Regions from separate parts of the Mus musculus genome. Here all the other regions are linked to region 1. Evidence: chromatin contacts called from public promoter capture Hi-C data. All regions are on one chromosome and are shown on one strand. Each heading gives the region's core, a stretch centred on a gene start, on an enhancer-like site or on the middle of the called end of the contact. The rest is flanking DNA. Distances are from core to core; before and after follow the strand shown. Region 1 holds the start of Bud13 (BUD13 homolog). Region 2 holds the start of Trappc4 (trafficking protein particle complex 4). Region 3 holds the start of Atp5l (ATP synthase, H+ transporting, mitochondrial F0 complex, subunit G). Region 4 overlaps Cadm1 (cell adhesion molecule 1). Region 5 holds the start of Cadm1 (cell adhesion molecule 1). Region 6 holds the start of Il10ra (interleukin 10 receptor, alpha).

The links. Promoter capture Hi-C pulls out the DNA fragments that hold promoters and counts their contacts.
Region 2: a contact with region 1 is called in a promoter capture Hi-C map of pre-B cells. The contact joins the promoter of Trappc4 here to the promoter of Bud13 in region 1.
Region 3: a promoter capture Hi-C map of pre-B cells shows a contact between it and region 1, with 2.7 times the contacts expected there. The contact joins the promoter of Atp5l here to the promoter of Bud13 in region 1. A contact is called at or near these places in 2 of 39 promoter capture datasets (liver and pre-B cells) and 1 of 115 datasets of contacts at active chromatin or transcription factors (astrocytes).
Region 4: a contact with region 1 is called in a promoter capture Hi-C map of liver, with 2.2 times the contacts expected there. The contact joins the enhancer-like site here to the promoter of Bud13 in region 1. A contact is called at or near these places in 5 of 39 promoter capture datasets (embryonic stem cells, liver, second pharyngeal arch cranial neural crest and 1 more) and 1 of 115 datasets of contacts at active chromatin or transcription factors (astrocytes).
Region 5: a promoter capture Hi-C map of hippocampal neurons shows a contact between it and region 1, with 9 times the contacts expected there. The contact joins the promoter of Cadm1 here to the promoter of Bud13 in region 1. A contact is called at or near these places in 10 of 39 promoter capture datasets (cranial neural crest, embryonic stem cells, frontonasal cranial neural crest and 5 more) and 3 of 115 datasets of contacts at active chromatin or transcription factors (astrocytes, embryonic forebrain and stem cell-derived neural progenitor cells).
Region 6: a promoter capture Hi-C map of pre-B cells shows a contact between it and region 1, with 5 times the contacts expected there. The contact joins the promoter of Il10ra here to the promoter of Bud13 in region 1. A contact is called at or near these places in 2 of 39 promoter capture datasets (pre-B cells and stem cell-derived epiblast-like cells) and 1 of 484 Hi-C or Micro-C datasets (B cells).

The regions. Positions count from the first base shown.
Region 1 is chr9:46,280,822-46,286,001 of GRCm38.p6, forward strand. It overlaps Bud13 (BUD13 homolog), which reads left to right and starts at 2,191. Exons shown (of 10, transcript NM_146000.2): 1 at 2,191-2,352. The coding sequence starts at 2,210. Zpr1 (ZPR1 zinc finger) reads left to right here. Exons shown (of 14, transcript NM_011752.2): 14 at 217-1,822. The coding sequence ends at 351.
Region 2 is chr9:44,405,461-44,410,640 of GRCm38.p6, forward strand. Trappc4 (trafficking protein particle complex 4) reads right to left here and starts at 2,088. Exons shown (of 5, transcript NM_021789.2): 1 at 1,667-2,088; 2 at 1,344-1,518. The coding sequence starts at 1,841. Rps25 (ribosomal protein S25) reads left to right here and starts at 2,254. Exons shown (of 5, transcript NM_024266.3): 1 at 2,254-2,297; 2 at 2,528-2,623; 3 at 3,226-3,409; 4 at 4,494-4,592; 5 at 4,686-4,946. The coding sequence starts at 2,295. The coding sequence ends at 4,588. Ccdc84 (coiled-coil domain containing 84) reads right to left here. Exons shown (of 11, transcript NM_201372.4): 10 at 4,988-5,120; 11 at 4,703-4,904. The coding sequence ends at 4,844.
Region 3 is chr9:44,918,131-44,923,310 of GRCm38.p6, forward strand. It overlaps Atp5l (ATP synthase, H+ transporting, mitochondrial F0 complex, subunit G), which reads right to left and starts at 2,612. Exons shown (of 3, transcript NM_013795.5): 1 at 2,480-2,612. The coding sequence starts at 2,531. Gm30934 (a long non-coding RNA gene) reads left to right here and starts at 2,597. Exons shown (of 2, transcript XR_379340.4): 1 at 2,597-2,987; 2 at 3,098-5,180. It overlaps Ube4a (ubiquitination factor E4A), which reads right to left. Exons shown (of 21, transcript NM_001346698.1): 21 at 4,997-5,180.
Region 4 is chr9:47,635,379-47,640,558 of GRCm38.p6, forward strand. The region is part of intron 1 of Cadm1 (cell adhesion molecule 1); the gene reads left to right. Among named protein-coding and RNA genes, the nearest start is that of Cadm1, 110 kb to the left of the region's middle. Within about 2 kb of position 2,118, at least 10 of the 459 cell types and tissues checked have an H3K27ac peak or open chromatin away from gene starts, as enhancers often do. A contact at or near this core is called in liver, where this site is marked.
Region 5 is chr9:47,528,103-47,533,282 of GRCm38.p6, forward strand. It overlaps Cadm1 (cell adhesion molecule 1), which reads left to right and starts at 2,250. Exons shown (of 11, transcript NM_207675.2): 1 at 2,250-2,403. The coding sequence starts at 2,271.
Region 6 is chr9:45,266,694-45,271,873 of GRCm38.p6, forward strand. Il10ra (interleukin 10 receptor, alpha) reads right to left here and starts at 2,456. Exons shown (of 7, transcript NM_008348.3): 1 at 2,313-2,456; 2 at 407-527. The coding sequence starts at 2,379. Mir7086 (microRNA 7086) reads right to left here and starts at 14; the gene lies at 1-14.

The sequences.
Region 1 (5,180 bases), core at 941-3,440:
GTTAAACACTTGTATGCATGTACAGGGGCTTGGGTTTGATACTAGCATACACACACACACACACACACACACACACACACTTTTGCAGAATGTAGCCGTGGGCTCTAGAGACCCTGCAAATCCTGTGCATTTCTTCGGAGGTTGAGAGTCAGCCGTGGGAGGGGATGGCGGGCTGCACAGGCGCTGACCGTCGTCTGTCTGCTCTTGGCCCTGCAGAATGTGTATGCACCTGAAGACGATCCAGAGATGAAGGTCGAGCGGTACAAACGCACCTTTGACCAAAATGAGGAGCTCGGGCTCAATGACATGAAGACAGAGGGCTATGAGGCGGGCCTGGCCCCACAGCGGTAGCAGTGGCCAGCTCACTGGCCAGCTACAGTGCCACTCACACTGCAGGGTTATCTGTTACTGTGGGGAACTGACGAGGAGTGCTCAAGCCCTCGTCCATGGTGAAGAGGTTACCACTTGAGTTAGAAATGTAAGCACCCAAGATTAGCAGCTGACGGACGAGGCAGCTGCAGCCCTACTGTGCTCCTTGACCTTCTTTTGGAGGTTTTAAAGTCGGCGTGAGAAGAATCCCAGAAACACCAGGCGGTCTGCCATCACCGTTTGCCTGTCAGCTCTCTGACCTCCAGTGCTGGACCTTTGAAGTCTGGGGAAGTGAAATACAAGTTTCTGCTGGCTCTGGGCATGTGAAGTACTGACTCAGCAGGGAAGGATGTCGGAGGGGCCGAGCAGGCACAGGTGAAGACGCCACATTAAAGTGATGGCCTTTAAACGACACCCGCCTCTGCGTTCATGTCCTTACTGATTACCATGTGCTAGACTAAGCTGGGTCACACTGAGTCACACTCAGCTCCGAGGAGACTGAGGACAGCTTGGGCCATGCAGTGAGAGTCCGTCTTCATGAAAAGAAATGAGGAAGGAAAAACCAGTTTAGTTTCCTAAGCAAATCTTTCTTGAGGTGGCTGCTGTAGAGGCAGCATTTGATTCACTCCAATAGGCCATCCTGTCTGCTCTGAGCCAGGTACACCTGTGTGGAGTCTAGCTGTTCTCATGCAGCTTAAAGCAGTCTGGAAAAGCAGGGTGGCACACACCTTTAATCCCAGCAGAGGCAGGTGGTTCTATGAGTTTGAAGCCGATTTGGTCTACAGAGGAAGTTCCAGGACAGCCTGGGCTACACAGAAAAACCCTGATTCAAGACAAAACGAATTCAAACTGGATAACCAGCACCATCCTTGTTTGGCCTCTGCTAGCAAAAATTAGAGCCAGGCAGTATGAAGATGTGTGGGTTCCTGTACTTACCCGAAAGTTCTTATTATCTATAAAGGAGGCTAATAAAACTGAAGGGTAGGTCATGGTGTCCAGCCACTTGAGAGGCTGAGGAGGAAGGCTAACAAATTCAGGGGCAGCTTAGGCAATTTAGATCTTCAACATTCAAAAGAGTGGGGATGTAGTTCTATAGAACTCCTGCATACCATGTGCAAAAGGCCTTGGGTTTAATCCTCGGTGCTGGATGAAAGAAAAAAAAATTGTGAGGGTTAAGTGAGAAGTCATAAAACACTTAACCCTTTATAGAAGAAACTCCAGAATCTTCCTGGTTTCTTTGCCACACTGACCACGAATCCATTTCACTGGGAAGAGTTTATATCATTTTTTAGAAAGACATATCAAAGGTGAGAAGGTCAGTACAGGTTTGATAAAAACCTATCAAACTTTTATAGTCACAAGTTTGACTTCCCCTAAATGGTACCCGGAAGCCTCTTCCAGCAGACTTCCCACCAAAAGGTATTTATAGCAATAAAAGTGATTGAAATTGAAACGTTTGGTACAGCGTCCATTATTAAAACGCTGCTCAAGAATGTGCCCCTAGTGGTACAGCTATGGTAAGTCCCACCATTCATACAGGTGTTCTTCCTTACTCTGGCGCTGATGCTGCCAGGGTAGGATCATGTTACATCGGCCTGTGGCTTCTCAGCTGAGACAGCGTGGGCTGCAGGCTGTTGCACCGATTCGTCGTCTCAGGAAAAGCACAGCCAGCCCGAGATGCACGCACTCTCCCCTGGAGCCTCTTAAGGCTCAAGTCTTTAAGTCCAGCAGTTCAAAAAGTCCCCGTCCTAAAGCTTCCGCTTCTGGCTCCACCCCTACCGTTTCGCGTTGAAGAATTTTGTCCCCCACGCCGAGCTGTTGCCCCGCCCTCGCCGCTGCCATGGCGGCAGCTCCGCCACTCACCAAAGCTGAGTATCTGAAGCGTTACTTGTCTGGGACAGATGCTGGCTTGGAAGGAGGTCCCGAGGCCGGTCGCAAGCGGCGCAAAAAACGGCCGAAGCCTGGAGGCGCTGGCGGCAAGGGGTGAGTGGACTGGTGAGGTGTCGCGCTGCCCGGTGGCGCCCTCGGCCGCAGCTCTTCCTCGTCCTGGCCCGCGCGGTGCTGCCGACCCCGGCCCGAGCTCAGGCCCCGCTCCACTGCCCCGGGGCGGGATTGTAGCTGCCACTGGCAGCTCAGACCTCATCCTCTGAGCAGCGCCTTCCTTGTGTTAAAGGCAGCTAGAACTTAACTCACTTTCTCCCCGCGTTTGTAGCTTACGTCGTTCCATGTACAGATTGAAAGTCGTGTCCAAGAATAGCAAAGCTGATTCAAACCTTTTTCTTTCTCACTTTATTTCTCTCTTTCTCCCTTCCCTTCTCTTTCTTTCCTTCTTCTTTTTCTCTTCCCTCTTCTTTCTTTCTTTCTTTCTTTCTTTCTTTCTTTCTAGATCCAAAAATCTCTTTCTGAGGGTTCCAAAGTGCCAGGAACTGATCTGGAATCAAAGACCCATATCCTATTACTCACATCTACTACTAACAGTAACAACTAAAATGGGAACAGTTCACATCCTGTGCCTGGCCTCTTTCTAAAATAGTTGACCATATAGCTTTCAGAACATTGTAATGGAGCAGACATTTATATTAAACACTATACTTCCAGATTGCAAAGAGATGTGCTGAGACAGAGTTCAGATGAAATGTCCATTAGTAACTTGGCCACTGGAATCTGGAAAGGTTGGGTTAGGATATCCAACATCAACCTACAGAACAAAAGGAAATGTCTGTATTTGTAGGCTTTAGAGCAGCAGCCCTAAGTTTAGCAGCTTACTGAAGGTGCTATTTTGGATAGAAAGTTGAAACTCTGGGGGCTAATTCCATTCTCACACTCCACCCCCAGGTCTACTAAATGCTTATCAGCTTAAAGAGAGTACTAGATAGGATACAAAGTGTGGCTCACCCTCTCTGTGGGGCAGTATCATGGTCTAACAGTATTATTACCGTATGGTCCATTGAACTGGGTCGAATTAGTCCCTCATTTCCACACTTCTCTTCATTAGAGCTTGAGCATGACCTCATTTATAGATGGAATCTTTGTGGTGTTACCAGTTAAGATGAGCCTATATTCAGTTAAGGTGGTGTTGAATTCAGTGTGGCTGATGTCCCTGGAAGAAGGGGCAATGGCATGCAGGGGGAAAGTTTAAGCTTTGGAGCAATACTGATTAGAATTAGAATCCTAGCTGTGCTACTTATAGCCTGAGTGGTCCAGGGCAAGAGATGTTCATCTCAGCCGGGCGTGGTGGCACACGCCTTTAATCCCAGCACTCGGGAGGCAGAGGCAGGCGGATTTCTGAGTTTGAGGCCAGCCTGGTCTACAAAGTGAGTTCCAGGACAGCCAGGGCTACACAGAGAAACCCTGTCTCAAAAAACCAAAAAAAAAAAAAAAAAAAAGAGAGAGATGTTCATCTCTCTGAGCCTGAAGTCCCAGCCCCTTACTACTTGTCTGAAATGGTTGTTGTGATTAAAGCTGTGTCATGTGTTCCTGGCATTTCAAATAACCTCCTCCTTGCAGCACAGTTCATCTGTGTGGCACACATTTATTTATTGGCTTGCCACCACCTTACAGTAATTGGGGCACTGGTTCCTGAAGCTCAAAATGATACACTATTTTCATGTCAACTATTCACATCCTCTTTAAATCATCCTTAGATTAATTACTTAAAAGCCCACTACAGCTTAGGTAGTATGCCAGTAGTTACGTTATATAGGCCATTGTAACTAAAGAAAGTCTATCTGTTTAATACATTGGCCATTCCTTTTCCCCTGGTTGAGTTTGCAGTTGTGAAGTCCATGGGTGTGGAGGGCTGAATACCTCCTGTGACAGTTGTGTTGAAGAAGCCTTGATGAACAAAAAATGTATTAGTCAGCAGGATATGGTGGTAAAAGTCTATAATCCCAGCACAGGGGAGGCTGGGCTGGAGGATAGAGAGCTGGAAGCTAGCTATAGGGAACAACAACAAGAAGAAGGGAATAAATAAGAGAATGCCTTAGCCCTTGGCTGTTGGAACTTAGAATTTAATGAGAATATGGGCTGATAAATACAAATGAAAGCATTCTAAGAGTGTGTAGAGGTATTTCTACTCTGGGAGTAGGAGACAGTGAGCAAGAAAGATAGGTCCAAGGAAGTTATTAAAAACCAGGGTGTAGTGGCTATTCCTGGTTGTCAACTTGACAATATTTGGAATGAACTACAATCCGGAATTGGAAGGCTCACCAGTGACCCTTATCTTGAGGCTTGGAGATCCTTATCTGGATCTTGGTTTGGAGATCTTGAGCCATAGTGGCTATGGATTCCAGAAGATTGAATCTCCCAGTTTAAGGAAAACACCTTTAATCTGGGCTACACCTTTCATCTGGGATTAAAGGTGTGGTGGAACACACCTTTAATCTGGGCTACACCTTCTGCTGGAGACAATATAAGGACATTGGAAGAAGGGAGTCTAGCTCTAGCTCTTGCTCCTTCGCCTGCTTGCTGCGTGAGACTGAGTAGCTGCTAGATCCTTGGACTTCCATTCATAGCTGCGACTGAACCATTGTTGGGAATTGGGCTGCCGACTGTAAATCATCAATAAATTCCTTTACTATCTAGAGACTATCCATAAGTTCTGTGACTCTAGAGAACCCTGACTAATACACAGGGCCCAAAGAAAATAAGATTCGTGATTAACAGTGAGAAGAGTAGGTCTGGCAGAAGGAAGGGGGTGCCTTTGTAAAAACTGATATTACCAAAGGTGGACAGTGATGGAGTGAATTGACAGCACACAAACATTGAGCCATACCTTTAAGTTTAAAAGCCAGTAGGGGGCAGTGACATGG
Region 2 (5,180 bases), core at 838-3,337, 1.9 Mb before region 1:
AGGAGAAATACTGTGAACAGTCTAGCAGGAGTGTCAACATTTCTTTTAGGTTTATCTCCCTTCTGTACACACTATATCTTATACACTTTGCTACAAAACATTGTTTCCCTAAGATTTATTTAATTTTTATTTACCATCTCACTTAGTCACCTGGTGACAGAGAAGTCACTCCATCTCTAGCCGCCTCTGTAGGCTGCTTTATGTAGCAATAAAAACTAAAAATGGGCTTATGGAAGTGTATGAGTGTTTTTGCCTGCATGGATGCATGTGTACCACATATGTGCCTGGTGACTATGGAAGCCAGAAGAAGCCATCACGTCCCTTCCAATAGGAGTTGGTTGTGAGCCACCATGTGGATGCTAGCTCTCTGCAAGAACAGCAAACACCAAACCATTTCTTCAGCCCCAAACTGAAACATGTTATACTAAACGTGTTAGCTAAAGCCAACATGCTACGGAATACGTACCTTATTAGTTCATGGCTACTGCTATGTCAACACACCTTACACTACAGGCAGTCACAGGAAGACTTTCTTTCTTTCTCTTTTTTTTTTTTTTTTTTTTGAGACAGGGTTTCTCTGTGTAGCCATGGCTGTCCTGGAACTCACCCTTATAGACCAGGCTGGCCTCAAACTTAGAAATCCGCCTGCCTCTGCCTCCCAAGTGCTGGGATCAAAGGCATGCGCCACGCCCGGCTACAGAAAGAATTTCAATGTCCACTTAATTTAATTATCTAATTAAGTGGTGGTGGTGGTGATTGGCACACGCCTTTAAACCCAGCGCTTGGAAGGCAGAGAGAAGTGGATCTCTGAGTTTGAGGCTAGGCTGGTCTACAGAGTGAGTTCCAAGACAACCTAGTCTTCCACTAGCAGCCTTTGGATTAAGACATAGAACTCTCAGCTCCTCCTGCGTCATGCCTGCCTGGATACTGCCATGCTCTCACCTTGATGATAATGGACTGAACCTCTGAACCTGTAAGCCAGCCCCAATTAAATGTTTTTTATAAGACTTGCCTTGGTCATGGTGTCTGTTCACAGCAGTAAAACCCTAATACAGAAGTTGAAGAGAAACCCTATCCCCCCCAAATTTTTTTTTTTCAAAAATTCAATTACCTTATGTTAATGATGAAGAAACTAGGGTCAAGAGGACAAGACCTGACTGGGCAAAAATCAAACTACCTCAAACCTGGCTATAGTTGACATTTCTTCATAAAAAGAGTTCAGCCACTTAAAGAGGTACACAGTAATTGTACCTCTTTAAGTACACAAAGAAACACTTTAGCCGGCCTAGAGACAGATGCACTAGTCAGGGGAGGAAATGTTTAAAAGGGGTAGGGAAACTTACGAGTGGAACATCGAGGCCAGCATAAGCTTCTCGTTAGAGGTAAGGCGGGGCCGGCCGAATCGGATGGAAACCGGGTAATTCGCAGGGTTACCCAGATACTCCAGCACTTCTTTCCCGTCAGCCGTGTACTTGCCATTCACGTCCATGCCATTGATGGCCAACACTGCATGGCCCACTACAAGAAGAGTGGCTAAGGATCAGAGATGGCCCGGGCCACTCCCCGCCCCGCTTACTCCCACTCCCATTCTTTCACTCTCACTCCCACTCCCACCCCGCACCAGCCCACTTCCGCAGCGCCAGCCCCGCCCTCGAGCCCGGCCCACCCCGGATGCCGTCGCGCTGGCCGAAAGCGACCAGCACGCGTTCGTCGTGCAGTTTCAGCAGCAGGTCCAGCGGGTAACTGAAAGTCTTCTCAGCCTCAGCCCGTGGCGAATAGCTGTCCCACTGGTAAATCAGGCCGCCGGCTTTGTTCACCACGTACACGCTAAAAATCGCCATCACTGTGCTACGGATAGGGTACTACGATCCCGCCCCTTCCAGGCGCTCCAGTCCCGGAACTGGTGTCATAGCCTCGCCTCTGCTCTCCCTCCTGCGGCCCTCCCCCCTCCTAAAGCGCACGCGCAAGCCAAGGCCCCCATTGCTTTAACAAACACATTTCTGGGAACTGGCCTACTGTATTTCTCAGTGACAGAGCAGAGAATTAGTGGCTGTTGGGTGACCCGCAGCAAAGTGCAGCAATTTTACGACCAGTCTCAGAGTTTGCAGGTTGGAAGTCACGCCCCCTATCCCATCCCACAAGAGGCGGAGTTTAGCCAAGACGTGGCTCCACCCATTGCCCCGGAAGTACTCTCTCGAGGCAGAGGTTTCTGGGATTGTTGGGCCACCGGGCTTCCTTTTTTTCCGACATCTTAGCGAGGCTGCTGTGGTCTACACGACTCTCTGAGCTTCGCCATGGTAAGGCCCGCGAGGGTTGAGCAGTGGGGTTCAGAGGATCGGGCGGTGCTGGGGGGAGGTGGAGGCGACCCTACACGGACTGCTTCGTGACCCGCGGGCCTGCCTCTCCGGGCGGCTGCCGCCATCGTGTCCATGTGCTCCGGCGGCGGCGCCTGGGTGGGTGAAGGGCTGCGATCGGGGTGCATGGGACCACCATGTGACTGGCCTGCACTCCCGCTTTCTTCCCCTAGCCTCCCAAAGACGACAAGAAGAAGAAAGATGCCGGAAAGTCGGCCAAAAAGGATAAAGACCCAGTAAATAAATCTGGTGGCAAGGCCAAGAAGAAGGTAGGCGATAGCTATTTGTAATGGGAATCTGTGGGACCTGTCGTGAACTTGTGCTGTAAGTTTTTCCCCAGATACCGAATTCTAAAATCACATAGTCACTTTAAGAATACAGTGGTGTAATACTTTTATAAAGTAATGGTATTAAACCTTATTAATGTTACGACCCTTTTAAGATGGTTCCCCTTTTGACCACCAGCTGTGAAATTACTATTTGTTTTTTCAAGATGGGTTTCTCTGAATAGCCCTGACTGTCCTGAACTCACTCTGTAGACCAGGCTGGCCTCGAACTTAGAAATCTGCCTGCCTCGGCCTCCCGAGTGCTGGGATTAAAGGCATGTGCCACCACTGCCCAGCTCATGAAATTATTTTTTTTTTTATGAAATTATTTTTGTTGTTGCTACTTAATAGTTTTGCTACTGCTATGAACTGTAAGGCATATGTCTGGTCTTCAGGGTATCTGATAGCGACTCCAAAGTTGCCAATGCAATAAGCCAAGAAGTCTCTAATTTCCCTGAGATGATCGTGACAGAGCTTTCTCAGATGCTTGATGTTAGGGAGCAAAGGGATGGTTCTGACTGGTTCTCATTTGTTTTGATGAGCAGAAGTGGTCCAAAGGCAAAGTTCGGGACAAGTTGAACAATCTTGTCCTGTTCGACAAAGCGACATACGACAAGCTCTGTAAGGAGGTTCCGAACTATAAGCTTATTACTCCAGCCGTGGTCTCTGAGAGACTGAAGATTCGCGGTTCCTTGGCCAGGGCAGCCCTTCAGGAGCTCCTTAGTAAAGGTAGGTGATGTGCCCTTGTTCTTACCAGTGCATTGTCTTGTTGGGAGCAGTATGACTGGAAAGACTTATGAAGGATAGACTGACTTCCAGAGTCTTAAGTTTTAGTAACTTCAGTGTCCTGCATTCCTTTGCAGTCCTTGAATTCCTGGCCCTTTTTATTTATTTATTTATTGCTTCTCCGTTAATTGGGATTAAAGTCCAGAGTACCACCTTGCCTTGTTATTTTGGAATGCCATCTCACTTTGTTGTCCGGGCAAATTATTCTCCTGCCTCTGGTGGGATTTTTTTTGTTTGTTTGTTTTTTTGTTTTTCGAGACAGGGTTTCCTCTGTGTAGCCCTGGCTGTCCTGGAACTCACTCTGTAGACCAGGCTGGCCTTGAATTAAGAAATCTGCCCGCCTCTGCCTCCCGAGTGCTGGGATTAAAGGCGTGCGCCACCACGCCCGGCTTGGCTATAGTTTTAAGTACATAAACTTAGCAGATAGGATCTAGGTGTTGTTACAAGTATAAACTATGGTCCTTAACATAGAGGTGGTGGCCCCTTAAGTCTGTGCCAAGGATGTGGAAGAGTTTGTGTAGTTACTCCTGTAACCACAACACTTCCATGGCAAAATGGACTTACCCAGGAGCTCAGGCCAACTCTGCACGGCACCCGCTGTACAGCAGCGTGAGACATACTGCCTCAACAGGATGGAAGAAAAGACTGACTTCAGATAGGGTGATTCTCTCTACGTGCAAATACACTAAATTATTAGTAAATCCTAAAAACAGCTACATTGATGGCTGGCTTGTTGGTCTTCCTGTCCTAGACAGAGTTGGGATTAAGGGTACACGCTTGTGAGCCCAGCACACTGAAGGCTAAAAGGGTCAGCACCAAATCCCAGGCCGGCTTGGAAGTTAGAGTATGACCTGGCACCCTAAGAATTAAGGAGTTCTGTCTGGAAAAGAAATAGGAAATGTACACTTGGTATCTGCTATATGAGGAACTCTGGCATCCTTGGAGCTGGAGAGATGATTTCCTTCTCAGATACCAAATGCACGTGTGTAAGGCAAGAACCTTCAAACACTTTGAATTTTCTCCTTAGGACTTATCAAGCTGGTTTCAAAGCACAGAGCCCAAGTAATTTACACCAGAAACACAAAGGGTGGGGACGCTCCAGCTGCTGGCGAAGATGCATGAACAGGTGGGAAGAAAAGTTTCTTGGTGTAGAAGTATCACTCGTGCCCTTTATGAGATGTTGCGGTTATGACTTTGTTTTTTTTTGTTTGTTTTACAGGTTCAATCAGCTGTACATTTGGAAAAATAAAACTTTATTGAATCAAATGAATGGGTGCATCTGTTTCCTAAGGCAGCCGGGGAGGATTTGGTCTTAGGAATAATAGCTGGAATTGGTTTGTTGGCCATGAAGTCAGATGCAATTGCGCCTGGGAACCTTCAGCTTTTCCCTTTACGTGGTTGCTTGCTTCTTGTTGCAGCTTCGGTTTTGAATTGATGCCTGAAAGAAAATAAAAACTTAGCAAGACTAATGGTAAATCTACAGGGAGGTAGCCAGTTAAAAGTGTGGACATTTATTCATACCTGGACTGCCAGCGGCGTCCATTATTCCAGACTCTGCCAAAAGAAGGCAACCAGCCTGCACTGGTGTTGGAACTGTGGTCAAAGTTGGCGCCAACTCTATCTGGAGGGAGTTTCTTCAGTTTTTGTTTTTCCTCTGTAAATAGGGAATATGTGTTTAGTTTTGTTTAAAGACAGCTAAGTAGTTAGGCCTACA
Region 3 (5,180 bases), core at 1,362-3,861, 1.4 Mb before region 1:
CAGATCTCTTAATATGTCATCAGGGTGATCTGTCTCTGTGGTTCTTGCTCTTTTTTTCCTTTTCTTTTCTTTTCTTTTTTTTTTTTTTTTTCTGAGACAGGGTTTCTCTGTGTAGCCCTGGCTGTCCTGGAACTCACTCTGTAGACCAGGCTGGCCTCGAACTCGGAAATCTGCCTGCCTCTGCCTCCCCAGTGCTGGGATTAGAGGCGTGCGCCTGGCGGTTCTTGTTCTTTTTTTTGTTTTCTTTTAAAGATTGATTTATTTTCTATGAATACACATCGGATCCCATTATAGATGGCTGTGAGCCACTATGTCACTGCTGGGAATTGAACTCAGGACCTCTGGAAGAGCAGTCAGTGCTCTTAACCACTGAGCCATCTCTCCAGCCCCTGTGGTTCTTGTTCTTAAAATCCCTAATTCCAGGCTAATCATTAGAGAAACCCAAGATAACCAGTTTGGAGAACATTCTTCAAAATATCCAGGCAGACACCTCCAAGTGGCCAAATCATGAAAGTAGAGATCAGATATAAGAAAGGGGAGATTGCAGACACAAGAAACTAGTTCTAAGGTAATATCCTATATTTGTAGACTCAAAATATATGAATGGAAAAGCGGGTGAAACATAAGTAAAATTTATAGCTTAGTTAAGGGAAAAGAAAAACAAAACAAAAAAATAGACTTTCACCTTTCTGGGGGAACTATGATAATAATTACTGACTTCTTTCTCTAGCTACATGCCCTAGGGAACTGAAAGATCTAGTCAGTAGTCAGTATCAAATACTTTAACATTCACACTTAATACACCAGCCTGGGCTGGAGAGATGGCTGCTCTTCCAAAGGTCCTGAGTTCAATCCCCAGCAATCACATGGTGGCTCACAACCATCCGTAATAGGATCTGACGCCCTCTTCTGGTGTGTCTGGAGACAGCTATAGTGTACTCACATACATAAATAAATAAATCTTAAAAAAAAAAAAGCCCCAGCCTATGCTGCAGAGCACAGTCTACGTAACCTTCTGTTCCCTCAGAGCCCTCAGGTCTCAGTACTTCTGGCAGAACAAGTTATCTTACAGTTACAACAGTGGAAAGGTTTTATGTTGTTTCTTGACCAAAGTTTACCTTGATAATGTCTTTCATTTTGGATTTCATCAATAAAATCAGTTTTAAATTTCTGAATACAAGCTACCTAAAAGATGCAAAAGTCATACGGCCGGAAAAATACTCTCTACGAAATATTAAAAATAGCACCTCAAACCATCAAAGTCCAAACGTCAAAGCCTTTTGGTTGTATTGGTGTAAAAATTGTAGTACGTTGCTTCAGATCACCTAATGATTTTTTACTAAGGAAATTCTTTGGAAAACAGCTATTGGCAGCCTCAGGTTCCATAGGAAGGAATCCAGTATTTATAGACTCTGGCTGGCACTTTAAGGGTTTAAATAGCTCACTAGCTGGTGATGAAGGGGAGAAAAAAAAGAATTACTAAATATGCAAACAGGTTGGAAAGCTCAAAATTACAAGTTTTTAAAATTCCACCTCAGAGGGCTGGAGAGATGGCTCAGCGGATAAGAGCACTGGCTGCTCTTCCAGAGGTGCTGAGTTCAATTCCCAGCAACCACATGGTGACTCACAACCATCTGTAATGGGATCCAATGGCCTTCTCTGGTGTGTCTGAAAACAGCTAGTGTACTCACATAAGTAAAATAAATAAATCTTTGAAAAAAAATCCACCTTCAATTCACATTTCATAACCAAATTTGAACATTTGGAAATAGGACCTTCAACCACTTAATACAATACAGAAAAGAAGAAATTGTAAACTTAATCTCCTGCTTCAAAAATACAGTAATTTTCTACTCAGAAGAGAACTGTATCGATTGAACATACTGCTCAGGCTTATAACTACTCAGTGTTTATCTGAGAGACCGCGGTCTATCAGAATTTTCAAACAAAACAACCTCACGAATGCCAAGCCAAGGTTCTGAAGACGACTGCTGACAGGCGTCGCTTTCTGTGCTGACTGGGGAGGGGATATTCACCCCTACGTTCCAAATTCCCTTCATCGGACGCAGAATTCTCTAGGCTCTAACCAGGATGGTAAGCAAACATAACTTTCAAAGATCTCTCACCCGTCTTTAAAATTTCTGATGGCTTTCAAATACTTCGCTGAGACGCAGACCAGCTATGAGGTCTGATGTGTGACCTCTCTCTCCCCTGTTACCGACCTCCCTTCCCAACTCTCCCGGCACGGTAAGGGGGCATCACGGCGTTCGCGGCGGAGTGAGGCCGGGCAGAGTTACACGACCCACTCGCTCCCCGGCCGAGCTAGGACCCTGCAGCTTGTGAGCTCTAAGCAGCCGCGGGCAGGCCAGGCGAGGCTGCGGCCTTACAGTGGCCTCCTGGAAGCCCTCCCGACGCCCACGGCCCCTTGGTGCCGCAGCACAATCCCTCCCCTCGCGAGCCTCTCCCGGGCTGCGCTCACCGGCTACCATCGACGGTGCCTTCTCCGCGAAGTTACGGATGAACTTGGCCATGGTCTAAGGTGGAAGGTACGTCTCCCCGAACCGCCGGCTGAATGTCACCCCCGGAAGGACCCGCGGCAGGACCCCTTCCCCATTTCCAAGGTCAGGCTGCCCCTCTCTGTGCCTGTTCAAAACATATAGGTATTGATTCCCTGTTTGTGGCATCTCATTAGTCAGTTTACTTTGTTCACTCCAAGTAAAAACCTAGATATAAAAAAAAATGAGGCGCGATAACACGTGAAGAATCCTGAGATTCCTCAGGGAGCAGGCATTACTTGGGACAGCTATTCATGTTGGTCCGGAAGATCGGTGAAGTGGGGGAAATGCGCATGCGTTATTGGTTTTCTTGGCTTGATCGCCACATTAGCTTGCGGCAGTTTTATAGCTTTTCAGAAAACATGGAAAACGAGGCTGGAGGGCTTCATAAGATGCTTGTGGGCCTATACGTTCGCTTTAAAGGCATAGCAGGTCTGAGGTCAAATAGGAGCTTTAAGGGGCCACATAGGCGTTACATTATGTGACTCACCCATTCACCGACTTCTTTAATTGACTTTTTATAATTCCGTTTTCCTCCGCAGCCAGTATCAGAATTGGGATCCAATCCGGTTTTTCAAACAAGCCAGTAGGAGCTGTGCGGACAAGAGGAAGAAAGTCATGTGTGTTGAGGGTGTTGCACTGTGCCAGGCATTTTGTAATTTGGTGGAAGCATGCTTTGGGCATTATCCCCTTAGAGACCAAGATTCCTAAATAGTCATAGAAGGAGTCAGTTGCAAGATAAATACGCAAAGGAACATAAGGTTAAGCGTGGTGCTGATCTGGGAAGGCGTAGAGATTCTTGGTGTATAAGAAAATATACAAATTCCAAAGGCTGTAACTTTGACATTATGAATGAAAACAACAAAAACAAACCAGGAAACCCAAAAACTATGTAGGAAAGTAACATTTGATGAGGAGAACAAGTTCTGGAAAAGCCCAATCTTTAGAAGAAAAACTGAGGGGCTGGAGAGATGGCTCAGCATTATGAGCACTGACTGCGCTTAGGTTAGGAGTTCAAATCCCAACAACCACATGGTGGCTCACAACCATCTGTGATGAGATCTGATGCCCTCTTCTGGTGTGTCTGAAGACAGCGACAGTGTACTTACATATAATAATAAATACATCTTTTAAAACAAAACAAAAAAAAACCTGAAGTAAAATTCATGGGGTGGTTAGAAAAGTTAGAAGTGGGATCAAGGAATCAGTGAGGGAGAGACATGCTGCCTTAGACAGTGAAGTCAAATTAAAGCAGGAAAGATAACCTGAAACCCACATTATACCAGCATACAGGAGCCTGAAGATTGGAAGTTACAGGCCAGTCTGGACCGAGGTAAGACAGGCCAGCTAATTATGAGTATGAACATCTGTGACATTAACTAGAAAAGGTTTCAAACCCTTAGAAACCAGATTGCAGCAATGAAGAAATATGGAAGCAAGAGAATATAAGTCAGACAACCCAAGAGGAAGGTGGAGCTCAGGAGTCCAGGACAGGGAGACAGCAAAGAAGGCAGAGGAGTTTGTTTGGGAATGGTGGGACCTCTTCCTTAAACGGGGTGAAGGGAGAAAAGTTTCCAAGTGAGGAGTCTGACACATGCCACCTGTGTGAAAAGGGAGTGGTGAGCAAGGCTACATTTCAGAGTGTCTGAAGGACACAGAGAAGAGCAGAGAAGGGCAGTGGTGGAGTCGACTGGTCTGTGGGCTGTACAGTTGCCTGTAGTTTAGGTAGCAGAGGGTAATGGTTAAATTAACCTAAGCTGAGATCCTGCATGCCACAGGTATGGGAATAGAATAAGGACATGGTGGCAAAGTATTAAAAGGTCTGTTATTTAGGTTGGATAGTGAAGCCATAAAGGAACTAATTAGAGTCTAAGCTCTTAAGACTTTCTCCCGAAGACAGCCGGAGGGTACCTCTAGAGCAGTGGCTCTCAACCTTCCTAACGCTGCCACCCTTTAATACAGTTCCTCATGTTATGATGACCCCAGCCATGAAACGATTTTTTGTTGCTCCTTCATAATGTAATGTTGCTGCTGTTGTGAACTGTAAATGTGTGTTTTCTGATGGTCTTAGGTAACTCACAGAGAAGCACTGCTCTGAAGGTCTTTAGTGAGGCGTTAGGTCAGCCAGGTGATACACATTTGCTGGCACCCTGCCTTTGAGAAACTGGCAAAACCCACTAGGTTTTCAGAAGGACTTGTGAAACTGTCACTCATCTTTTCTTTCTGTGGTAGTGGTACTGGGATTGGATTTAGCAATGTATGTGCTAGGCAAGCTCTACCAGACTTTCCTTTGAAATGTCTTGATGAGATGCCTGGACTGGCTTTGAACTCACTAGGTAGCCTTGCCCTTCAATTCTCTGTCACCAGTAGTGGGAATTCCAGGCACACACCACACCAGGCTGCCACTAGCTTTCCGTACGGCAATGAAGAACTAACAAGGGTGGTAAGTCAGGTGCTTATTTATTAAATACAAGTTTTGAGCACCCTCCCCCACCCACCCCCACACACAGGCAAGTCTGACAAAAAGTAACTTTCCTGGAATGTCTCAAATACAGTTGTCTATTGAGTTTGATTTCAGTTTAACCTTTTTTGCTGTTTTGTTCTTCATTTTCTGTCTCTAGCATC
Region 4 (5,180 bases), core at 868-3,367, 1.4 Mb after region 1:
ACAGGCAGCCCAGAGCCCACCACATATTCAGGGAAGCCTGGGCGATGTGGCCTGGCTCTTATGTATCTGAATCTAATCTCTAACAGCCTGGGTACCTCAGGGTCTTTATCCACCACTTTGTCCATCTTCCCTGCAGTTAGTAATGAAGTCCCTACATAGTAAATGCATAGTGCTTTTCCTCCACTACTCATGCAAACAACAGAGTACAGTGACTTCTTGTTACGTTAGAGGAGAAAAGACCCTGGACTAAGTGGATCCTTTCATGATTCAAATTGAACTTTCATATTCTTCAGTCCCCCTTCAAAGATGGTGAAACTCGGTGTCTGTAAAGAAAAGTCTGAATGAGGCTCCAGATGGATCTGGTGCTGAGTTCAAGCCCTGGTTTTCCTGATGGCTGGCTTTTGTCTTCCGCCCCACTTGCTTGGGAAGAGGCCTGTGTGTTGGCATTCTGTGCGTTCACGTCTAGACCCTCCATTGTGGAAAATGGCTTCTCCTTAGAAGCTATTCCAAGCTAGAGGGACCAGGAGTGGGCACTAATTAATATGTTGTTGGAAGATAGCAGCATCCATTTTGGGATGTTGTATTACCTACCAGTTACCAGCTTTTTGCAGGAACTGACTTGGGAAAGGATGGCAGGATGGGCTTTCTCGTTGTGCAACTGAGGAACAACTGGTAGTCAAGGACTTTTTGGCAGTTGGCTAGAATCTCATTTTAAGGCAATAACACACTCAGAGTTGTATTCAAACACTGAGATAAATGCAGCAACCTAAATTCATGGGTTTTGTTTTTTTCCATCATGTAGCTAATTATTGAACATAACGAGGCTTATTCATAATTTCTTTTCTCTTGCTTGATAGCCGTAATCCTGTATTTGTGCTACTGTCATTCCCATGGTAACAGACGAATGTCTGAAGCCCAAGATTATTAAATACAGAGCAGTACATTAAAATAATGTGAAGGTTCTGACTTACAGAGAGACTTTCACACTGGGGCAAACTTCAAAAAGAGAATACTTACACAAAAAGCAATTTACTTGGCCAGTAATGGTTGGTATTCACATCGCTATTATGGAAGAGATTTGTTTGAATTATAGCCTCTCTCTTCCCAGACCATCATCTCCTCAGGCTTTGCAGCCAAGTCTTAATCTGGTGTTTATGATGTCAGCCAGTTGCCAGGGGAGTTTTTCTGCCACAAATGTATTGTGACTTCACTGCATGATAGAGGCAGAAGAGACTGGAGGGTGGAAGCGAACTGCCAAGGTGATCTTGGGTGGATCTGTTCTGCAGGGTAATGCTTTCTTTCCCTTGCATCCTCTTTAGAAAATGTGTAGCCAAGTGCTGCTTCCAAAGCTTGGCCCTTCATAAATGCTGTTGAAATGACCCAAAGTGACAAAAGCCAACACTGAGGAAGACGTGACCCCAGCCGGACCATAATACTTCAAAAGTGCTCATAATTTGTTTAGTTCTATGCTCCAGTAACGAAGCACATGCATTTCCGAGGCATATAAATTGGTAAACCATACCACCCCCCCCCTCTGCTTTTCCTGTGAAGGGATCTGAGTTTTAATTGAATCCTATTACAAATCCAAGGCCTGTGCTTAACCACACCCTCACCGGTCGGTCACCCATGAATGTGAAAGCCTGGCCAAACCTAGAGGTGTCTTTGAAGCCAAATTTTGTGATGTTCATCAGCGCATTTCCATTATGGTCTCAGGGGCTCCTTCATCATCTGGTATCTGGGACATCCTCCCATTTGGATGGCATAAAAATAATCTTACTCTTCCAAAAGATAAAAAGATCTCTGTAGATTTAAGCTAAGTGCACAGGTGGTGCTGTGCACACTAGGAACACGTTGACTGCCATACTCTCATATAAATGGGATGCATACACCAGAAGTGGTTTTCAAAACCATGTAAGTGTAAGAAGAACTTGAGCAAGAAAATGCTGTCTGGTGAGGAAGATATGCAGGCTGTGTTTAAATAGTACCTGTAATTAGAAAACTAACTGCACCAAGCCTTTATATTAATAAAGTTGAAGTTGCAGAGTCTAGGACGGTATCTTCCAGCTCCCTCTTTTTCCATCGCTGAACGCAATACAAGGTTTTAATGACCTTTGCCTTATTTGCTTTTCAAGATTTAAGGTCTGGCATGGGACATGTTTTCCTCAGTGTTGGCTTTGGCCACTTTGGTTCATTCACACATTTACGAAGGGCCAGTCTTTGGAGAAGTATCACTCAGCTAAACATTTTCTAGAGAAGATACTCGGTAAAGGAAACACTGCTCTGCAGTGTGGTGGTAGTGTAGCCTAAGCAAATTGACATTCTTCAAACATCTCTTTCTAGTTGCTGCCAATTTGTCACCTTGGAGCCTGCATAAGCTTGTTTTGGGTTTGTCATAAGACGCCCTTTCTCTTCTGTTCTCTTTCCCAAATCAGCGTCCTTCTTAAAGAGGTGCATGCCAGCACATGGTGCTATTATACTGTACACTGAAGACAGCACACTGTACCTTTATAATGATCGTCTCCGCGTTTTGTTGAGGAAGCTTCAGAGTGCGTGGAGCGGGTGTGGAAATGACTTTCTGTACAGAGAGCAGAGACGTTGCATTCGGCTGCTGATTATCTACTTCGCTCCTGCTCCCTGTCAGTCTCTGAGCTCACTCACATTTATGCGAAGATACCAACATGAGGAAAATCTGGGTGTGAGGGAGGGAGATTCAAAAAAATGGTACTGAGTCCTGATTTTTTTTTTCCGGAAATTGTTATCGAATAGTTTGCGGGTGCTTTGTCTGGGCTTTGGGATTTAAAAATAATCTCCAGGTGATTCTAGTGTACAGATTAGCTTGTCCAGTTGCAGGTTTCTGTGTTGCTATGGCTGCCAATTGAACTCAGGGCAAGGGAACCCATCACAGGTGCCCTGGACTTTGTGCTTTGGCTCTGACCCTTGCTACTTCAGGGAGACTTCCCAGAAGCCCCGTTTCCTTTCTTGTGCTCACACCATGGAAACAGTCATCAGATGATTCTGACACTTTGTTTCCTTGCTCCCGGACGATTAAAAGAAATGATCATTAATTCTGACTTCCCCTACGTTTGTCTTTTTAAAAAGAGCCTTTAAATTTTTAGAAGACTTTTTTATTAAGGCTGTGAAACAGAACAGAAATCAATAGACGTGCAACAACAACAGACCCCACAGGCTGGGAAGGGAAAGCAAGCGTGGGATCTCGTGCTGGTCCCTGGGCTAACACTGGAGACTGAACGTTCACTTTCTGACACTGGCTTCCACACCACTGAAGAGCTCTGTAGTGTGCTCAGCCTGCATGCAAATTGTTTTCCTTAAGCTCTTTATCAATGATATGATGACATTAAAAGAAGAGTTTAATCATGTTTTGTTTTTCAATGTGTAACGCTAGAGGAGACAAGAAAAAAGTAGATTTCTTCATCTCATAAAACCAAGTCCATTGCAATAAAGTTCTGACTAAAACTTAGCCTAGCGGTTTTTCATTTATCTTGGTTATTGCTTTTCACGTGTCTCGTGGTTCTTGTAAGCACAATTTTCCCTCTGGAGCTAGATACAAAGCAGAGGTTATAAAGAGAAGGGTTGGGATCGCGAGTGTCTTGCTTCTGATGTTTAGCCTTAAGAAATATATTTGAGCTTAATAGAAAAGTAATAAATAGGTTTGCTTGAATTTTCTTATGTTGGTTTCATACTCTCTTTTGCCAAATCTATGGCTAGCCCTGAAAGCTTGAATTAGACAGAGATCTGAGGTAATTCCAAGTAGCAGCAGTGTCAGATGACAGCAGCAGACCTTCTTACTTCTGTTCCCTGCCTTGCACCCTCAAAGAACATGTGCAAATGTTAAGTCCAGATCGGTATGGGAGAGCCCTACTGGTCCTCTCTAGTGCTTGCTCAGAGCCCTCTGCAGTTCTGCTGCCTGAAGAAGAGCCTCGCTGAGCTTGCTGGGGTCTTCTTTTCTCTCCACAGTGTTGTTTTCCTGCCTCCCTGCTCCTCTCCTCTCCTCCCCCTCCCTCCCCGGCAGTTCAGGCTTTTCCTCATGGAAAATTTCTCTCTGTGATTGGTGACTCTTGCTAGCTGATTTGTTGATAAGTTCATTAATTAACGCTGATTTCTGGTTCATATTCAAGGCAGAGATGGTGTTAATGCCATAAGTGCTTTGGATCTTCGGTTTTCTTTGTGTGGTTATGCCTTTGCAGGTGTGGGTGTGGAGAGGACGGGAACAGAATCTGGTGTCCTTCCCTAGGAATGCTACCATAGTTTTGAGACAGGGTATTTATTGGCCTGGCAAGCTAGGCTGACTGGCCCAGTGAGGCCCCTAGGATCTGTTCTTCTCTGTCTCCCTAGCTCTGGGATTACAAAACTGGGTGCACACCACCTTGCCCCCCTCCTCTCTCTCTCATGTTGGTTCTGAGGATTGAACTTAGGATCTTGTGCTCGCTACAGGCAGTTTCTGCACCAAGCCAGTTCCCCAGTGCACGCTCTGCTTTTCAGTTTTGTTCCTGCTTCATGGATGTGTTGGTCAGGAACTAAAACTAATAAGATTCCCTGTCTGCACATTTCCTGTCAGATTTTATATTGAATTTGAAAAGGAAATTTTAATAATTTGATTCTGGTTGAAAAGAATCCCAGGAAGCTGTTCCGAGCTGTGTCTTACTTTCTGTTAGTTTTAATTTAAAGAGAATGAAGCTTTGTGTTTCTTAGAACATGTCTATTTTTTCTTTCAGATACTGCTAACATTTGCACTTCCCCAAGATTTTATTTTCTAGACCTCTTCTTGCTAATAATGGCAACATTGAGAGTATATTTTATCCTAAGTATTCTATATCTTTGGTTTTTCTCATTATAAAAATAAACTTGTTACTTTAATTTTAAAATTGTATAAAAGTAGAGCTTAGAGTACAAAATTTACCTGTAATCCTATTTACTTGGGGATATACAAATAAATATATATATATATATATATATATAATTTGTGTGTGTGTGTGTGTGTTTGTGTGTGTGGGCATATATGTATTTTGAGACAATCTCACATAGCCACAGCTTTCCTTTAATTCTTTATGTAGGCAAGAATTTTTCTCCTCTTTAAAAAAAGGAAAAAACAAACAACAACAACAAAAACAAAAGCAAACCAAAAAATGGATAACCCTGGTTGTATTGGAATTTGATATGAA
Region 5 (5,180 bases), core at 1,000-3,499, 1.2 Mb after region 1:
TATGTTAAAAATACAGCTCTCCTTTGCTTATTATTCATGCATCATGATGTGAAATGTATTCCTTCACTTAACACATATTTATTGAGGCACAGTGCAGCATCGTGGTTAGTTGTGAAGGCTCTGCCTCTCTGTCTGCAATTAGAAATTGTGATTTTTTTTAAAAGGCTGGTGCTTAATTTTTCTAACCATGCTATATTTAAAAAAATGGGGAAAATAAATAGTATCAATTTTGAAGGTAGTTTCAGAGACTAAAGAAGATTGTGCACAAGAATTTCTTGATAAGAACTCAAGGTCACAATAGTCCTTTGTTAACTATAAACTTGATATCAGCTCAAGGTCTTTATAGTAGCAGTACTATAAAGAATAGTGAATATTGTTGAGTGTCCGGCTCTGTACTGTTGTGGCTGACATATAGGATCTGACTTTGCAGTCCGTCCTGTCCTGTTGTCAGAATAAACAGTCTCTGAGTTTTTCATTCTGATTTTGGTAGAAATCTGCTTTGTATCACGTCTAATCTAGGTAGTTTCACTTCTGGCTTTTGCAGACTGGGCATTATCCTGGCGGTCACATGGTGTTGGTTTTCTGCCTCGTATACTGTGATTTGCCTACTGGAGCTTTCTCCACTTCTGGAGGACTGCTTGCAGTTCGTGCATTGGGGCCTGTAATTACAGAGCAGAAGATCCAGGGATGTGGAGACAGGGCAGTTTCGAAAATTAGTTTATGCATAATGGATAATATGAGGCTGCTTTAATGTGTAACTCATTTGATGGGTTGGCCGATCTTAACTTCCTTTTGATATTTATTTATTTATTTTTAATTTATTTGCAACATGAGGACAGAGGGCTTGGTACAGCTCTTCTAGACTATAGTTCAGATTCAGCAATTTACATTCAGTAATCTCTTGGTCATTTAGCCACATATAATTTGTCATGGTTTGTTTTAGCTGTTGTGATATTGATATTTATTATGCAAATTGTATTTCCTACATCTTATTGTTCTGCATTCTATGAATACTTAAATTATTATAAACCTTTACACTTAATACGGCTCGTCCTTCAATTTGATGCTTGAGCAACAGAGGGTCAGAGCACACACGGTCTTCTAGAGGGAAAGAAAATAAGTAATTAAAAGGCAGACAAACAAGAGAGCCGGCTGCCTTGTTGAAAAGAAATCAAAGATAATTTCGGGGAGGGAGGAAGTGTGTCCAGAGATGCATGCAAGTCCCGTCAGCGGGAGAACCTCTCTGAGACACAACTAAAGTGAGGACCTGTTGGTCTCTAGATGCCTTAGAAAGGACTGGAAGCATAGGAGAGAAGGGAATTGAACCGAGCCCTGGAAGAGGAACTCGACTGACTCTATCACTGCCTCGGTTCCCTACATTCCCTTCCCCACGACCCTGACCGGTAGATTTTTTTTTTTTTTGCTTTTGTGTGCGTGTAATCTTAAATATTCCATATTACTTATATGCTATAATCTACTAAACATGGGAAGGACACTTCCAACAAGCTGGGAAGCCTGAGCACACCCACCTTGATTTACCTTTCCCCAGAATCTACAGCCAAACATCCACTTGAAAATCCCAGAACCCCGACTCCACAGCTTCAGTCTTCCAACTATCCCCTAGTCTGCCGCTAGGCTGTTGAGCGGGCTCTCCTGCTCCGCCGGACGTGCAAAGCACGCATGCACTTCTCTCAGATTGTTTTGTCAATCCGGGGACCTGCATTCGCACTCTCCACTCCCGGGTTTCCCAAAGATCTTATTCCTTCGTGCAAGGTGAGGGAAAGGAAATTTTGTAACGTATGACTTCGATAGGCCGATGCCCACGCAGTGCCCCGGCCCAGGAATCTCGCGGTCAGACTCTCCGACCAGGAGTCCGCCGCGGCGAGTGGCGTAAAGGTTCCTAGTAAAGGTGCACGAAAGCGAGAGACCCGCCTCCTGAAGCCGCAACCCCCTCCCCAGCCACCGAGCCGGACGCGGGCCAGTACAGGTTCTCCTCCTTCGGGGAAGCGAGGCCGAATTTTAACGTAAACATATTTGCATAGGCCCCGCCCCTCGGCCCCGCCCCTAGGTGGCGCGGGCGCGCGGCCGAACGCTAGCGCCAGGGGGCGGGGTGGGGGAGGGGGCTAGTTCTCGGAGAGCCGGGTTGGGCTCGAGGTGCCACGATTGGTCGCTCCTGACTCCGCCTCCAGCGCATCTCATTAGCATCTCATTAGCTGTCCGCTCGGGCTCGGGAGGCAGCCACCGCCGCCAGTCTGAGGCAGGTGCCCGACATGGCGAGTGCTGTGCTGCCGAGCGGATCCCAGTGTGCGGCGGCAGCGGCTGTGGCGGCGGCGGCGGCGCCTCCAGGGCTCCGGCTCCGGCTCCTGCTGTTGCTCCTTTCGGCCGCGGCACTGATCCCCACAGGTAGGTTGTGGGCACCCGCGGATTGGTCCCGAAAACCCCCCCGGGCACCCCCAGGAGCCGTAGCTATGGAAGGGGGGACGTTTCCATGACAACCTTCCCCCACTTCCTAAATCCAAAGCGGCGGGAGCGTGGCAAGGAAAGTCGGGGCTGCGATGGAAGGGGCCGAGGGGTCGGCGCCCCTTCTCTCCTATCCGCCGGCTGCGGATGGGCGCCCTCAGGGATGGCTGCACCCACACCTCTTCTTCCTGGCGTAGCGCGGGGTGCTGAGTGGAGTGGGCTCGGGGCCGGGGGCTAGCGCGTGGGGGGAAGGGGAGCCCTCGGAGGCGCCCCGAACCTTCCGGACCCTCCGAAACTCGCTCTCGTCCCTGGAACTTGCAGGTCCTCCTGTGTCCCTGGGCTAAGCTTTCGCCCCCTCCGTTCCAGCTCGCCCCCCCGATCGATTCTCCATTCCCCGAAGCTTTCTCCTTCGCGGGTCCCCAGGACATCCCCACCGTCGTGTCCTCTTCCCGGCTTGCCCGCGCTCTGCAGCCAGGTCCCCCGCCCGAGAGCTCTGCACGCCTCTCGTGTTTCCCTCCAGCCGAACGCTGCCCCTCGGCCCCCTCCGCTAGGCTGCGGGTCGGCTTGGCTGGAATCCAGGCAGGGAAAGTTCCCGGCTCGGGGGCGGCCGCTCGTCGCCGCCGCTGCAGGAGGGCTCTTGGAGCCCGCAGGTTGTCCGCGCCACCGAGGCCTCTGCCGCGAGTGGGGATCCGGGATTTCCCGGCTGCGCGTCCTTCGGGCAAGCGGCCCGCAGGTGGTGGCGGGGGCGTTCGCGGCCTCTGCGGCCCGGCGTGCGCCCTGCGGGCCTCGGGGCGCTCCCCGCGTGGCCGGCCGTCTTGAGAATCTGCCCGGGTGGCGGCGGCTCGGCGAGCGCCGCGCCTTCCCTGAAGACGCCGAGCGCTTGGCAGGAGCCCCGCGTGTGGCTGCCCCGGTGCGGGGCGCGTTGGCGCGGTCGCGAAAGAAGAGGGCAGTGTTTGCATTTGCTAACAAAAGGGAGCCGGAGCTCTTCCCCACCGGAGAGGCCGGCCGCGCTGCGACCGCCTTCCCGCCACCTCGCCGCTCTTGCCCGCCGCACGGTGTCCCCGTGCTGCTGTACCGCCTGCCGCTGCCTCCTGGCGACCGGCGGGACCGAGCTGCACCGGGCGGTGGCGAGAGGGCTTCTGCGCGAGGGGATGCGCTAGGGCTCTGTGCCTGCAAAACCCCTCGCAGCTCCGAGCTGCAGGACCTGGGAGCAACAAGTGGTGGAGGATGCTGCGAGCTCATCCCCCACCTGCGGAGCCCCCAGCCCGGGAGGATGCAGCGCTGGGCCAGCCAGCCTGCGGTTCCGGGGGCGCCTTTCTGCTTGGGTTGTGTCTTTTGTTTACACGCTAGAGGACACATAGTTATGTAAACACCGCAGGAGACGTGCTGTTGGGGGGTGGGTGGGGGTGCTTGGGAGTGCTAGCTTCGGATTTTAGGGGATGCCAGGTTGGTTGATTTGACACCCCCACCCCCATTATAAAATAGGCTTGCGGAGGAACTCGGCTTGAAGAACCAATTGAGGTTCTAAGGGTGGGATCCTGGCAGCACCTTCCATTCCAGCTTGAGAATTTTGTCTTCCATGCTACGTTCTGTCTCCGGATGTTTATATGTTTTTCTTCTGTGAATTCTTAATTTATGAGTTACAAGATAATTAGGTTTAACCGAAGCCGGTGTGGTTACAACTTAATTTCTGGTGATGCCACTGACTGGAAGGGTTCGATAGAGTGTTCCCGAAAGAGATCCCTCGTGCTGCATTGTAAAAAGCGCCAGTGTCAGTTAAACGTGAGCGTGAGTAAAGGCTGGGTAACTGGCGCATTACAGAGGCAACAATAGACTTGTATTGGCTGCAGAACCAAGGGTGGGGGAGGGAAGCGCTGGCCCGGGATATTGCTTTTCGACTAAAAATGGGAGCCATGCAATGCCACTAAACCAGCAGAGTAGGATTAGATTCTGCCTCCCTTGTCAAGCCTGCTCATTGAAGGCTCTGGGTAGTAACAACACTACTATATTTGTACTATCTCTGGATGAGAAGTTGCCTTCCCGACGAGGGATGTGTGCTGACTTAGGAACGGTCTGGAACTCAACCGTGCATGTCAAAGCTACAAGAAAATTCTGTTGCCAGTTACCATGGAAGCAGCTTCTTGCTCTTGTGTACATCCCTGTTTGTTCGCCGCTTATCAGATTGTGTTCAAATTAGAAAGTAATTGGGCTTGATTTGTAGCGAGGGAATGAGATGACTTTCTTTAATGTCGTGAGTGTGGTGTGTGTGTATGTATGTTTATATGTGTGTGTATATGTATGTATGCACGCATGGATGTATGTATGTATACAGTTTGAGAGAGAGTCTTAGCAAAGCCCTAGATTCCAAACCACAGGGATCAATTTCAGGTGGACTCCTTAGGACTTCTTTCCCTCAGATGTTAAGTTAAAGCTTTCTCAGGGAAAGCTTTCTCTGCTTCTCATTCCTTGCCTTTAAAGAAACCTGTTGGTGCTACCTTCTAACTTCATTACGTTTGTTTCATTCGAATCCTTGCTGAGCGAGCCAAGTCCCGCTATTGTGTATTGGGTTCCTGGTTCTGTTTGCCTTTGTAACTGAATTCTTTCTCCCTGTTCCCCATCCCTCACCCCCATCTCAGAGAAAATCTACTCCCATCTCTCCTGTGGTGTTTGGATGAAACAGACCTGTATGAAGTGCATCCAAAATAGGATTGCCTGCACGT
Region 6 (5,180 bases), core at 1,206-3,705, 1.0 Mb before region 1:
TCTCCTCTTAAGAGGGGAGGGAAAGGCCAGGCAGAACGTTTCCTTAATGACAAAGGGAACAGTCCTCAGGCCCTTGGCCAAGGTCTCTGTTGACATCCATGTTCTAGAAAGCCCCTGGGTGGGAATTTAAGTAGCTCATTCCCCCCTAAGACTGTATGAGCCCACTCTGCAATCCCCTGTTTCCTTTCTTGTAGTTAGGTTTATGAATGCTTTTCCAGAATACCAGGAAGCCCTCCAAGCCAACAGCTGCTCACCTTAGGGGTCCCAGCACATTGCTCAACTCATATGACACTCAAGCAAGTATGTGTCAGAGTCCCTTTTAGTCTCATTTCAATAGTAAGGTAGCCACCTAGTCGTCCCCCCCCCCTCCCGCCTCCATTTGGTCCCCCTGTGCCTCTTTCCTTACTGTTTGAGGGCCACTTCATAGTAGGTGCTCTCAGACTGGTTTGGGATAGGTTTCCAGTGGAGGATGTGCTGGAAAAATCTGGCTTCAAACCACACATAGGAAGGGCTTGGCAGTTCTGTCCCTAGGGGAAAGAATTCTAACACTAGAGAAAGCAGAGGTACCCGGGGGACTAGGAAGAGGGTGGTGAAAGCCGCAAGAGTACTTTGGGAGGGAGGGGCTGGGTGCTTTACATATATATGTTCGGTTTAGTGATCACAGCAGCTCTGGGCTCTAGACACATGCCGAACTTAGTGAAGAAGAAATAGAATCCCAGAGAATCAGATAGTTGGCCCAAGGCCAGTGGAGCCAGTAAGGGGCATGGTGGTGGTCTATATCCAGAATGTGTCTGAATCCAAAGCTAGAGTCTTGTCTTTCTATGCTTGTGTGATGTGGGATGAGAAGCCTCACAAGGGACTGACAAAGGCAAGTTGGGTCTGTTACATTCCAGGATAATGGCCAGGAGTGGCTCTCAGATGAGCCGGTCCCTGGCTCTCTGGCCAAAGCCTGTTCCTGTTCTAGCGACATTCCAGGACTGAGTTCTCATCCAAGCCATGACCCTTGACCTTATCTGGATCCGTAGGCACCCTGCTTGTCTACACAGACATCTTGTGGTCCAGGCACAGGGTATCCCCACAGTCCCTAGTTTCTAGGAAAGCTGTAGCTCAGACATGGACATCAGTATAATCAGATGCCTAGGCGAGCCTCAAATGGAGACAATGAACGTCAGCGGTCCAGCCTCCTGGCCTCCTCGAAAACTCAGCTGTGAAGTACCTGTAGTCTCCCACTCTATTAGTTCTAAAGAGCTGACACAGGAGCCTGGAGCTAGCAGCTTGCCAGTATGACCAGGAGCAGAGGAGTGACCCCCTTGAGATCCTCTGCCCTTTTTGTAACAATACAATAAGCATTCCTATTGAATTCTCCTGATGAGTTCTGCGGGCTTAAGTGTGTTGCAAGGACAATAGCCCTTGTTCCTCTCCAGCCTTCTTGACCCTTTAAGATGTCTCCTCTTGAAGGCAGCTCTGCAACACTTTCCTTCTCCAAACTGCCAGCTCTCTGAGAGTCACAGTTCTCAGTTCTCTTTCAGTGACCCTGTCATTCTCAGAAAACATACTTGTCCCAGCCCTTCCCCCCCCCCACCCCTTTCTTTGAATCTCAAGGTTGTGTTTCAGTTGCAAAACTCTGAGAGGGGGAGTGAAAACCTCAGCCCGTGTTTGTGATGTTCAGCGGGGCACATCCCCAGTGCCTCTGTAGATAACATGACTGACTGTGCTCTTTTTACTTTGAACTCCTGTAAAAGTGTGTTTTGGGGTCCCCGGTCTTCGTACTTCTGTGCCACTTGGTCCCTCCAACTCTCCACTTTTTCATTCTCTCCTGGGCTACAGGAACCTAGCCTGAGCTGAGGAGTGGGTAAAGTGTGTGTGTGTGAGGGGGGTGGGCAGCAGGCAGCGGAGATGAATTGTGGGCTAAAGACTAACAGGGTGGTCGGGAAGGGTGGGCAGAAAGAAGGGATGGGGTGAGATGGTAGGGTTCAGGGAGAGGAGCCTAACTAAGAAGGGGCACGATCAGACCCACGGAAGAACCAGAACAGCCGAAAAGTGAGGGCTAAGTTATGGATTGTCCGGAGGTGGTAGGATAATGATTTGAGGAACAAGGGTACGTACAGGACGGAAACTATAGGCTTTACCCATCCATCGCTGGCCACTCCCAAACAGCCACAGTTAATCTTAGCCTCCTCCACTTAAACAGCAGGTGAGCCGGAGACCGTTTTGCCAGCATGAAGGAGCTGGGGCGGGACCCCAGCCCATCCAAGCAGATTCTCCCGCGAATGTGAACTTTAAAGCAACAGAGCGAGCGCTGGGGAGCCTACCGTATGCAATGAATTCTAGGCTCAGGCTGGAGATCGTGACGAGGAATGGGAGCAAACGCGACAACATCCTGGGCGCACAGCGGCATCGTCCACTGGAGCCGGCCTTTACGCCTCCGGCCGGCGGCGTCCTGAGAACTGAAGACTGCCGCTGGATCCACAGGGCCAGCTTGACATCAACCTGAAGGCGGAGCCTCGTTGCTCCGCCCTCAGCCCACGGAGCTTGGGAACCTCCGCAGGAACCTCAGCAGGCAGCGAAGTCTAGCTAGTTCTGGGGCATTTGTCTCAAGGTGAAAGAGCAGCTGAGGCTTTCTGTGGCTGGGCTCTTAACTCTCACACCGACTGGACAGCCTGTCTCCCCTCTCCCTCCCCCTCCCCTTCCCCTTGCCCCCTTCCCCTCTCTGTTGTAGCAATTGGAATTACTGACTGGGCCAGGAGCAAAGCACAAGCGTGCAGGTACATGTGTGAAAGTCCTGGGACCTCTATGCAGGGCCCTCTGCTAAGCCAACAGTGAGGGAACGTCCCTACCTGACTCTTGGTGGGAGTCCATGACACCCCCAGGCCCTTTAGGTTGTTCTTGCCCTAAATCTGCAGGTTAGAAGTGTCAATAGGCGCCTTGAGGGACCTGGTATCACTCAGATGCCTCTTCAGTGACCAGGACATCTGTCTGCCCTCCAGTGTCACCAAAGATGTTAATTGTGTGAGAGACCAAGCTTTGTCCACCTGACTTATTGGCAGGTGGCGCTGATACTGTGAGTATGTCACTTACATGATTTTCAGGGATCTAATTGTGAGGTGTACAGCGCCCGTGGGGTCATCTGCCAGGTACATATTCATGCTATCCTGGAAGCCCTGTTTTTGTTCTGAGGAGGCACAGAAGCCAAGGAAGGGCTGGAGTCACTAGGATGCCCTTGCTCTCAAGAAGTCACTTTCTATTCCCCTCAGAGCCTACCTGTCACACGGAAGACACTACTGCCTTGAGAAGGCTTGGCCAGCCATCGGTCTGCAAATTGCATGATTCTCAGTGCCAATACCAATCCTGCCTCCCATCAAATTAGAAACTGACTGAAAACAGTATGAGGTATTTGTTAAATTTTTCTTTTTCTTCCTGGAAATTGGATTGGATGGTTCTCCGGTGTGAAGTTCGTAGATGACAAAGTACTGTTACTATGTCAAAGATTTGGGCAACCTCTGAACCTGGAGAAGGACCCTCCAACTTGGGGGTGTCAGACACGAGCACTGCCGTCGTGACCTGAGAGCTAGTGATGCACACCACCCCCTTGGCTTGTGGAGACACAAGCTTTGTCTAAACACCGTGGGAGTGGATAGTGCTATGTCCAGTGGCCTAGACAGAGGATGCCAAGTGGAGTGGGATCATGTTCTGTGCCGAGGGAACTCACTGGGAAAGGTGCTTGTCTGTGAGGACTGGGCTGCCCTAGCTATTCAGCTAGTTGGAAGTAATATCTGTGAACCATAGCATCGAGCACACACACACACACACACACACGCACACACACACAATCAGTGAGAACCACACTCAGGGATACCCTCGTCACTGTGAATACCCTCATGTCAGCCATGTTGGAAAACTTCAGACTTCTTAATGTGGGAGGACTTTGTTTTAATTGCTGTTCTGCACTGCCCATCCTTCCGCTGGTAAAGCACATATACTGCTTGGCGTGACACAAGTACCCAGGCGTGACGCAAGTACCCGGGCATGACTTCTTAGTCCCCGTTTACCTCTTAAAAAAGAGGACACTGCGGTGTTTCTTCCTCAGTTGTCTTCCTTTTAGTTTTTGGTTGAGTTATAAGAATTTTAAAGCCTTGCACCTTGGCTGTTTTAAGGGACGATCGAGATGGTTCTTCCACATACCAGAATTTACAGTCACAAGCTGATGCTGGCCAAAACCAGGCCCCTTCCTCTAGAAACCACCTTGCCAGAGACAGAAAGTGAGCGGAGATTTTAACAGTTTCTGGGAAGGAAAGTACAGACTAACAAGGGGACACAGGGCTGAGAACAAGGAAGGTTCCATGGCAGAGGTGGCCGGTTATCTGAGACTTGAGCGCTGCGTTGTAATAGGCAAGTTGATGGATGGATAGGGAGGGGATTGGGACATTGGAGATGAGGGGATACAGCAGTTTTAGAGAAGTCTGTAAAGTGGGCACACATCCTAGGGCTGACATAATTTGGCCCTTGCTCGGGGCAGAACCAGCATTGAGTGTGGGCTTCCTGCTACACTCCCTGCTTCCTGCATAGCACCCAGGGAGAAGCTGCATTAGGCACATAATTATCATACCCGAGGAAAGAAAAAAAATTAGAAGAAGCCCACATGCATGCTGTTTTGTGTTGAGTAGCTTGTTCTTCAGGGGTTCTTTTGTGAGCATCCATATTGGAACAGATGGTAAATAACAGGATTTTCATATGCTCGGACTCTTAAGGTGTGTCAAGGACTCCATAAAACACTTTACACTGCATAGCAGACACCAGCCAGGTACTGAACAAACAAATCCCTGTCCTTTTCCTGGGAACATGGGACAACTGTTTTCCGGTGTGTGGCTGGAAAATATGACCGGGTTTAAACCCGTGTGAAGCTGCAGCAGAGAGTGGTACACCCAGGCCCTGCCTCTTGTGCTATCCTGTCAGCCATCCAGAGGGCCCCAGCCGAGGACTTCCAGGGAATGCAAAAGACCTGGGTGCCCCGAATCACTTCTTGGAGAACTCTGAAGGAAGGATGAAACATTAAACTGGATCCCTGTATTACACCACAGAGATTCAGGGCTTTCCTGACAGCCATGATGGCCAGTCCTGATTCATCTGCAAACACAGCCTCATCCAGTCCTTAACAGAATCCACTGGGGGGTGGGGAGGTG